Linked DNA regions of Mus musculus: region 2 is linked to region 1. A link is a contact called in public HiChIP or PLAC-seq data. All regions are on one chromosome and are shown on one strand. The core of a region is the stretch at or near the end of the contact, and the rest is flanking DNA. Distances in the headings are between cores, read along the strand shown.

What was found. HiChIP or PLAC-seq counts read pairs in DNA pulled down with a chosen protein or histone mark.
Region 2: a contact with region 1 is called in a FOXA1 HiChIP or PLAC-seq map of pancreatic cancer cells. The contact joins two enhancer-like sites. A contact is called at or near these places in 12 of 39 promoter capture datasets (the 3T3-L1 cell line, 3T3-L1-derived adipocytes, the C10 cell line and 8 more), 10 of 484 Hi-C or Micro-C datasets (3T3-L1-derived adipocytes, CD8 T cells, the HPC-7 cell line and 5 more), 11 of 115 datasets of contacts at active chromatin or transcription factors (the NIH/3T3 cell line, a beta-TC-6 cell line, embryonic basal ganglia and 8 more) and 3 of 9 other capture datasets (adipose tissue, embryonic stem cells and liver).

The regions. Positions count from the first base shown.
Region 1 is chr11:108,149,260-108,153,521 of GRCm38.p6, forward strand. The region is part of intron 3 of Prkca (protein kinase C, alpha); the gene reads right to left. Among named protein-coding and RNA genes, the nearest start is that of Gm11655, 22 kb to the right of the region's middle. Within about 2 kb of position 1,337, at least 122 of the 459 cell types and tissues checked have an H3K27ac peak or open chromatin away from gene starts, as enhancers often do. A contact at or near this core is called in pancreatic cancer cells, where this site is marked.
Region 2 is chr11:108,364,146-108,368,346 of GRCm38.p6, forward strand. Gm36709 (a long non-coding RNA gene) reads right to left here. Exons shown (of 4, transcript XR_880267.2): 4 at 2,685-2,834. Among named protein-coding and RNA genes, the nearest start is that of Gm36709, 15 kb to the right of the region's middle. Within about 2 kb of position 1,661, at least 67 of the 459 cell types and tissues checked have an H3K27ac peak or open chromatin away from gene starts, as enhancers often do. A contact at or near this core is called in pancreatic cancer cells, where this site is marked.

The sequences.
Region 1 (4,262 bases), core at 87-2,586:
CCCTGAAGCTCCTGGCATAGTAGCCGGTCTAAGAAGCCTGGAGATGAGCCTGCAGAGGGGAGCTGGAGGAGCATACTCTACGAACCTCCATGACTGCAATCTGCAGCCGACTTTGCTTATCTCATCGGTGGGAAAACAGCATGCGGCAGATTAGAACCTAGCTCTAAAAGCCACTCTCTGCACCATTCTTTATCAAACTTCCTTACTTGAGCCACTGCAAAGATGACAGTCATTGCACAGTCTCTGATAAACTCCCACCATCCCCTGCAACTAGCGTTGCAATGACCGGTGAACTCAATCGAGAACAAGTAAGAACATCTGCTTCTTATGTTGTTGTTTCTACAACCCAAAGCTATCATATCAATCGACCCTTTTGGTATTCCCAATGTGACAAGTATTTAAATGCATCTAAACCTGCAGTACATCAGCAAGATGGTTTTAGGAATTGGAATTTCTGTTGCAATTCATAAATAATCAAGTAAAATTCTAATTATTTTCAAAAGAAGAAGAAAAAGAAGAAGAAGGAGGAGGAGGCGGAGAAGGAGGAAGAGGAGGAGGAAGAAGAAGAGGAAGAGGAAGAGGAAGAGGAAGAGGAAGAAGAAGAAGAAGAAGAAGAAGAAGAAGAAGAAGAAGAAGAAGAAGAAGAAGAAGAAGAAGAAGAAGAAGAAGATCTGCTTCTTATGTTGGTAGGAGTCCCATAGACACCTGTACACACCTTGCCCATGTGGTCACTCAACACATGGGTTGTCCTTTTCTTAACCAGGAAAAGAGATTCGGGAGGGACAGAGAAATGCACTACACCCAAGAAGTGTCAAGTCTAGAGGTCCAACCAGAAGGACATTGATGACCTTTCACCACACACCTGCATGTAAATCATAGTCAATCTCCACACCACGGGAGGTTTGGGGTCTCTCCAGCAGATGAGGATGCAGAGGAGTAAGGGACCCGAAGCTAGAGCAGCTGAGAAGGTCACACACAGTCTAACCCCCTGTTCCATCCCAGTGTCAGCCATCTGCAAATGCCAGACTCCTACTTTCCCGCGCCACCAGCCTTGCACTACATAGCTGCAGACAGCAGAGAACTTTGTCATTGGCTGCTTGACACTGAAGAAGCCCCACTAACTGCTGCCAGCTACCCAATCCACTGCCCGCCTGGGGCTATTATAACATGGTCCACTATTCTGGGAGGACCTCCATCTCTGGCTGATTCATTCCTCCTCCACTGAGCAAAACCCTAGCGGCACGGCTGTCTTGTTCTAGCCTTCCTTCCACACCGGCCCAACCCGAGCCGGGTTTTGCAGAAAGCTGCCTCCCTGTCCGCCTCCTCACCGCTGCCAGGGCTCCTGACTGGGCTGAACAGCTCCTGGTGAATGTTACCCTTTGTCTCTGGAGCCCAGGGCTGGCTCTGATGGCTGGAAAGCTTGAACAACAATGATGAATCAGAGTATTTATTTTTGAGGTTTTTCTCCAAGCTGCCTCTTCATCAGGCCTTAAATAGCAGCATTCAAGCTGCCACAGATACTTCCAAAAGTTTGCTGGCCTGGAATTCCCAGGAGGGAAGAACTTCGTCTTCCTGGCAACAAACTGGAGCTCAGTGATGCCCTGACTGAAAGAGGGGCACAAGCTGGGTTTCTCAAGAGATGGCAGCCTTACCTGATTAAATTGATTATGCCATTTTCCCTGTTCCTGAGCACCCTCCCCCCACCCCTCACCCTTGCAGGAGAAATGGCGTATTTCTGTTTCCAAGTGTGGTGGCCTTTTCAAAACCTGTTTTCTGCATTTCACTCTTTCTTAATTGGTGCCACCTAGAGCCAGGTCTGGTCTGTTCCACCCAGGGCCAGGAAACTCAGCTTTCACATAAAGAATGATCCACACACAGTGTAGTTCTCTGATGTTAAAAAACAAACAAACAAAACAAACAAACAAAAAAATCAAACAAAAAGAAAAACAAAAAAACTTCATTTGAAAGTTAACAGTTCTTGTTAAGATCGAACGGTTCCATGAAACCACGGAAAAGAACCCCAAGAAGCATTTGCTTTTCTTGTTACATCGTTTGGCCCCCTCAGTCGGAACAGAAAGGTACTTCGCGCCTGAAGCATGTGTTTGACATCACAGATATGCCTGCCCAGGTAGCCGCTTTCCAGGAGGGAAAGAAGTCTGAACAGACAAAACAAACAGGAAATGAGAGCAGAGGGTCATAAAACAGACCCAAACCCAGTGAAAGTGTGAAGATGGAAGATGTGGTGCAGAAACACAGTGACACAGTGACGCAGTGACGGGAGATACTCAGCTCCGGAGACACCATCCTAGTGCGTCTGCCTGTGAACAGAGACATGCTGAAGCGGTCAGAAGGGAGGGTACTGTTCTTTTCATGACAGTCTAGATGATAAGAGGGTTTAACTGCTGCTATGATTGTGTGCCAATGAGGGCCTTGGTGTGGGCCCTGGAGAGAGCCTGGTCTCCACAGGAGGGCACACTGGCCTTCCCTGAAAATGCCCTGAAGTCCATTAAGCATGCCACGCTGTCAGGTAATTTGCTCATTGGAATGCTTCCTGACTAAAGGCAGACTTCTCTCACACTGGCACCCATTCCACCTAGCAAAGCGGCCTTGAAGTCTCACGTGCTCATAACTGCAAACAGAGCATAGACCGGCCACCAGCACACTAACACATAAAGATGGAGATGGCCACCCCTCCCTCTCACTGGAGAGCTCTTCCGATGCTGTAGGTTCACTCTTGTTTATCCGTGAGCCCACCCAGGGATTAGCAAGTCTCCCATCTTGAGGAATATAAAACCAAGGCCTAGCACCTCTGAGAGATTCACAGCTGTGAGTGTGAGCAATGAACCTGGTCCTTTACCCTGGTTACACGCTTCCCAAGGGGTCGGCTCTGGAATCTCACTGTTCCGTTGCATCAAAACGATGCAGAGGAGGCATGCAGGGTTCAATTTCAGTACACACATTGAGCTTCAGAAGTAGGAAAGGGGAGAACACTTTAGCAAGGGTCAGGAAAATGACCAGACTATACTGCAGCAGTAAGGAGGAGAGAGGGTCTGTCTGTCTGTCTGTCTGTCTGTCTGTCTGTCTCTCTCTCACACACACACACACACACACACACACACACACACACACACACTTCATCAGAACTGGGTTATATGATTCATGGCACGCCACACAGTACGCAAGTAGCATCTGGGTCATAGAGAAAAGCTGTCAGCACCGAGTCTTCCCAGGGATGTTAATTTTTAAGAGGTCCCGTGCATATGTAATTTTAAAATCTCAGCTCCAGACCTGATAAAAGCAGAGGCTGGGCTTGGCGTTGAACAGTTCTGTCTCTTAACACCGCTGCTAATGACTAACCTTGCTGCAGCAGCAGACCCACAAGCTTAGTGTTTGTTTCAAACCGTTTCCTCCTCAACGATTCTCACTTGGGAGATCATAATAGTTATGGCACTCAATAACTTTTACTGTAGGCTACAACAAAGACCTGCCTTGGTTGAGAAACCTTACAAACTATAGCCCTCAAAAGAGGAAGCAGGGACTGAATGGCTCAGTTGGTAAAGTATTCAATGTACAAACGGGGACCTGAGCTTGATTCCCAGGACACACAGACAGATGTTGGGTGCAGGGCAGGAGAGATAGCTCAGGGGTAGAGAGTACTTTCTGCACCATCTAAGACCTGGGGCTTGGATGCCAGCATCCACATAAGCCAGGCATCCCATGTGTTTGTGTAAGCCCAACTCTGAGTGGAGCAGAGACTGGAGGAGGGCTGGAGCTGGAGCTACAGCCCAGAAAACCTGACCCTGTCTCAAAGGAATAGGTTGGTTGTGATGGAGGTGGACACTCGAAACCCCTTCTAATCTCCATGTATGTGTGCAGGCACAAACACCAGCAGCACACATATAAAACTACACACACACACACACATATGAGATGTACACAGAGAGACAGGCAGAGACAGACACAAACACACAGAGACAGATTACAGATACACACACACACACATATACACACACAGACACACAGATACAGACACAGACATAAACACACAGATACCGACAGATAGACACACACACAGATACAGACACACATATATACACCCAGATACACAGAGACAGACACAGACAGACAAACAGACACACAGGCACACAGGTGCCCAGCTGTGTGTTATACACAAACACTAAAAGTCGGGTGCTCCAGAGCTGGAGAGAACAGAGATAGGTGGATCCCTGGGGCTCCCTGTCCAGCCAGTTTAGCTGAAATGG
Region 2 (4,201 bases), core at 411-2,910, 220 kb after region 1:
ATGTGCACTACCACAGCTGGTTTGTGTTCTGCTGGACCCAGCGCTGAGAGAAAGCACTCTGTCAACTGAGCTGCCTGCCCAGATGTCTTTCTTCGGAAACACTCTAGAGAAGCCTGGTTCTTGCATCTTCTCTTCCTTAACCCTTGTCAGCTGTCCTCTGCTCCAGACCTGCACTCTAGTGACCGCATCCTCCCAAAGATCACTGCTCACTGTAATCCACAGATCACTTGAGCTTCTAATCGTCTGTGTGATGTCCCCATCTCTCACCTCACAACTCACTATTCCAGTAGCTTTCTAAAATACCAGTGCTAGTAACTGCTACCCAGTGTCATCTGTCCCTTCTTCCTGTTTTCTTTGGAGAGGTATCTCATCCAGGCTGAAACACGGTACTTCCAACTGCTTTGTCAGCTTAGAAGTGAGCTCGAAGCAGAAGAAAAGAGAGTAGCCTAGACACCTACCAGTCAGGCTCTTTGGTGGCTTGAACAGAGCCCCGATTTCTAAAAGTTCCTTTCCCTCACCCAGCCAGGCCTTTGGAGACTTGCGATCAGTGAGGACATTCTCCCGAATGACGGGGAGCTCTCTCACTTCCACAACATGGGTATAGTGGAAGTGTCGAATAGATTGTTGTCACTGTAGGTTTGGGGATTCCCTAGAAGTGAAATGGAAAATGCATTTGGGGAGATGAGGGTTTCTGCATAAAACATTGAGAACGGCTCCTAATCGCCTTTTCTGGCACACTGGATGACATATCCAGAGACTCTGAAGCTGCAGAGGATGGGCAGAGGAGAGTCTGACCTGTCTTAGGAGGAGCCAGATTTCTGGGGCTCCTCTTAGCTGAAGCAGGGTGAGAATGCACAGGTTTCCACATGGGCAAGATTCAGGGGAGAGCTGAGAGGCCCACATGCTCAGTGGAGATCCCTGGAAAAGCAGTAAGCCTGGATTCTCAGGCAGGGTTGAGATCAGACTCTGGGGGGTGCGGGTGGGGCTTCTGCAAGGTCAGGGCCACGTAGTTGTTTGTTTAACATAGTGAAGAGCCAAGTAGGAAAAGATATGCCCTTGGAGGTTGCTGGGGAACGCCTGTGGCACACACCCTCCCCCTCTCCCCCCCTCCCCCCATCCCCCCATCCCCCCAACGCTCCTGCCTCGCCCCACCCCAGAGCTGGAACTTTGGGCTTCAGAGACTCATTGTGGCACAGTGTATCTCTCTGCGGGGATTGTTTGCTTAGTGACACATCTTCCTGATACCTTGTGGTCATTCAACTGGCTAGGCTGGAAGTGTGTGCCAGCTTACTGAGTCAGCTGCTGGAAGGACTGTTTTAGACACGTAATCCTTCTAGAAGGCAGTGGGCAGAGGGGTAAGGAGGCTTGTAGCAGTCAAGCAAATTCCTGAGACTTTGAATAATGTCTACTTCTCTTCTGAGCCTCCTCTGTTTTCTGGACAATAATTCGGGAGCAGTAAAACCTACCTCCTTTGTGCTAAGACCAACTGAGGTTGCATATTTTCTTTTCTTTCTTTCTTTTTTAAAAAACAGGGTCTCTTATATTCGATGATGGACTTGAATTCTCTTTGTAGCCAAGGGTGACCTTGAACTTCCAGCCCTCCCGCCTCTACCCACTGAGTTCTGGCACTCCAGGCACGTGCTACCATGACCCAGCTGCAAGGTGCTAGAGTTCAAACTTCACGTGTGCTAAGCAAACACATTACCAGCTAAATGACACCTCTATCCCCGAGGCTTCGTATTAAAGCAGCCGTCATACCTCAGCCACCAAAATCTCACCTTAGCACCTCTTAAATATAGGTTACAGTGTGCAACCTTCTGAGTTCCAGATTCTATGGGTCCAGGTGGGACTTGAGAATTTGTACTTTGACTAAGTCACTAGCTGGATCTGCCACTTTTCACTGTGGAGCCAGCATTGGAGATGTAGCCCTTTAAAGCATCCAGGCTGTCTGGGATTTATATGTGGTTTTAGTGAGCTCCTATAGTCTTTTTATTCAGGTGATAGAGTCTGTAAGCCAATGCTTTGATTTCTGGTTTGTTTGTTTCTTTTTGCAAAGATACTATTAAGTTTTCCTGTCTTCCAGATATCAGCCTACTCTGCCAGAAAATAGAAACATATATTATAGCCTTTTTGTAGAAACAGTAATGACAAACCTAACCTTTCCTAAAATTTAGTGGTGGAGGGAGGCAGGGGGGATGTGCCAGGACACTTATTCAGAGGCCAGAGCACAACTGTGTAGAGTCGGCTCCCTCCTTCCACCTTCATTTGAGTTCCAGAACTTACCTCAGGTTCCCAGACTTTTATAGCAAGCACCTTTACCCGCTGAGCCACCTCATTAGCCCCATAATATTTATAGAAAGCATTCGTAAATATAGTCTGGTTCAATCTTCACCAAAACCTCATTCTGTGCTTCAGAGAAATCAATTACTTTAGTCAGATTCAAAGGGCTAGAGAAAAAGACAGAGCCTGGACTCAAACTTGGGTTTTCCACTCCATTCAGTTATTCTTCCCACCAAATCTTGGTGTCTTCATTTTCTCCATTGCTAGTACAGACTATTTTTCTGTTTTCTGTTTGTTTGTTTGTTTGTTTGTTTGTTTTGGTTAACATACATGTCATGGGTCTTGAGTGAAGCAATTGATTCACAGCAGTTTGAAAGTTTTTCAGTTTTATGGCCAACACCCCAGGAGCAGTGCACAGCAGCAGGTAGACACGCCTGATGTTTCGTGTTAGAGCATTTACCACTGAGGCATGTATGCTGAATTTCAACCAGGAAACGGTGCCTTACTCTTCAACAGAGACACTCCTTGTCCTATAGGGCTGTGTTAGAGGCAGCCTGTCCGTGTGGGAGAGAACAAGAAACAGAGGTGCGTGTTCAATCGACGATTGCTGAAAAGCAATTGGAAATTGCTTTCTATCCAGGGAAAACAAGAAAAGCCATCTAGCCATTTGCCAGGAATGGGAAATTTGCAGGAGTGAAAAAAAAAAAAAAACCAAAATGAAACAGCATTGGCTTCCTTTGTGGTAGGATGGAGAGCCAAGAAGACATTCTTACACTGTGCCATTAGGGAATTGCTTTCTTGCAGAGAGGAGCACTGTAGGGCAGGCTGGCAGGAGGAGGAAGTTAAAGAGTAGAGCTGCTGGAACCCACAAACTTGGCTTCAGATCAGCCTGTCTGTCCTTTGCTTACTGGACAACCCCAAGCAAGTCACCATCCTCTTTGACAGCAGCCACTTCTCCGTGGCTGTGGTGGGAAAAAATAGGCTAGAAGGGTTCCTGATAGCATCCCACACCATCAACAAACTGCTTCTCTCCTCCACTAATGCCATTGACCCCATCTGCCTTTACAAAAACTGAAGAGACCACGCTTTTCCTCCGTGATGCCTGAGAACAGGTGAACAGACTTGGAAACTCACGGCCCTCTAGTTTTAACTGTCAAGTTGACACAACCCAGAGTAAGCTAAGACTTCGAGATCCAGGGGTTGGCCATATCAGACTGGCCAGGGGGAATATCTGAGGGGGATTATTTTGATTGTTAATCATAGGAGTGCCCAGACCACTGTGGGTGGCACCATCCCCTGCATAGGTGGTTCTAGGCTGTATAAGAAAACTAGCCAAGGATGGGTCTGCAAGTGAGCCAGCAGGCAGCATTTCTCCATGGCTTCTTTCCTTTTTATTAGTACTTTGAGAGTTTCGTACATTTTTTTTTATCATATTCACTACCCCCCCCCAGTACTTCCCAGATTCACCCCACTTTAAAACCCACCCAACTTTGTGTCAAACAAAACAAAAATAAAACAAAAACCCTCAAGATCAATTCATGCTGTCCAAAATGTTCTTTGATTTGTTGTCCTTCACTAGAGTACAGTTGACTTACAGGGGGTTAGGGGCTACACTCTTAGAGAAAATGGACCCTTGCTTCCATAGCAGTTTACAGCTGTCAGTCACTCCAGGGCTAGGGGTGCCTGGCTCTGCTCTCCAAGCTGGGATTTGGTCTGGCTGTGGCTTACACAGGCCTCATGCATCCTATCCTAACCACCATGCATTCATATATGCGGTCACCCTGCTGTGTCCAGGCGACACTCTCTCCCCACAGTTACCCCTCATGATCTCAGCTGCAAGTTCCTGCTTAAGTTCCTGCCATCACCTCCCTGTGAGCTGAAACAAACCCTCTCCTCCTCTAGGTTGCTTTTGGCCAGAGTT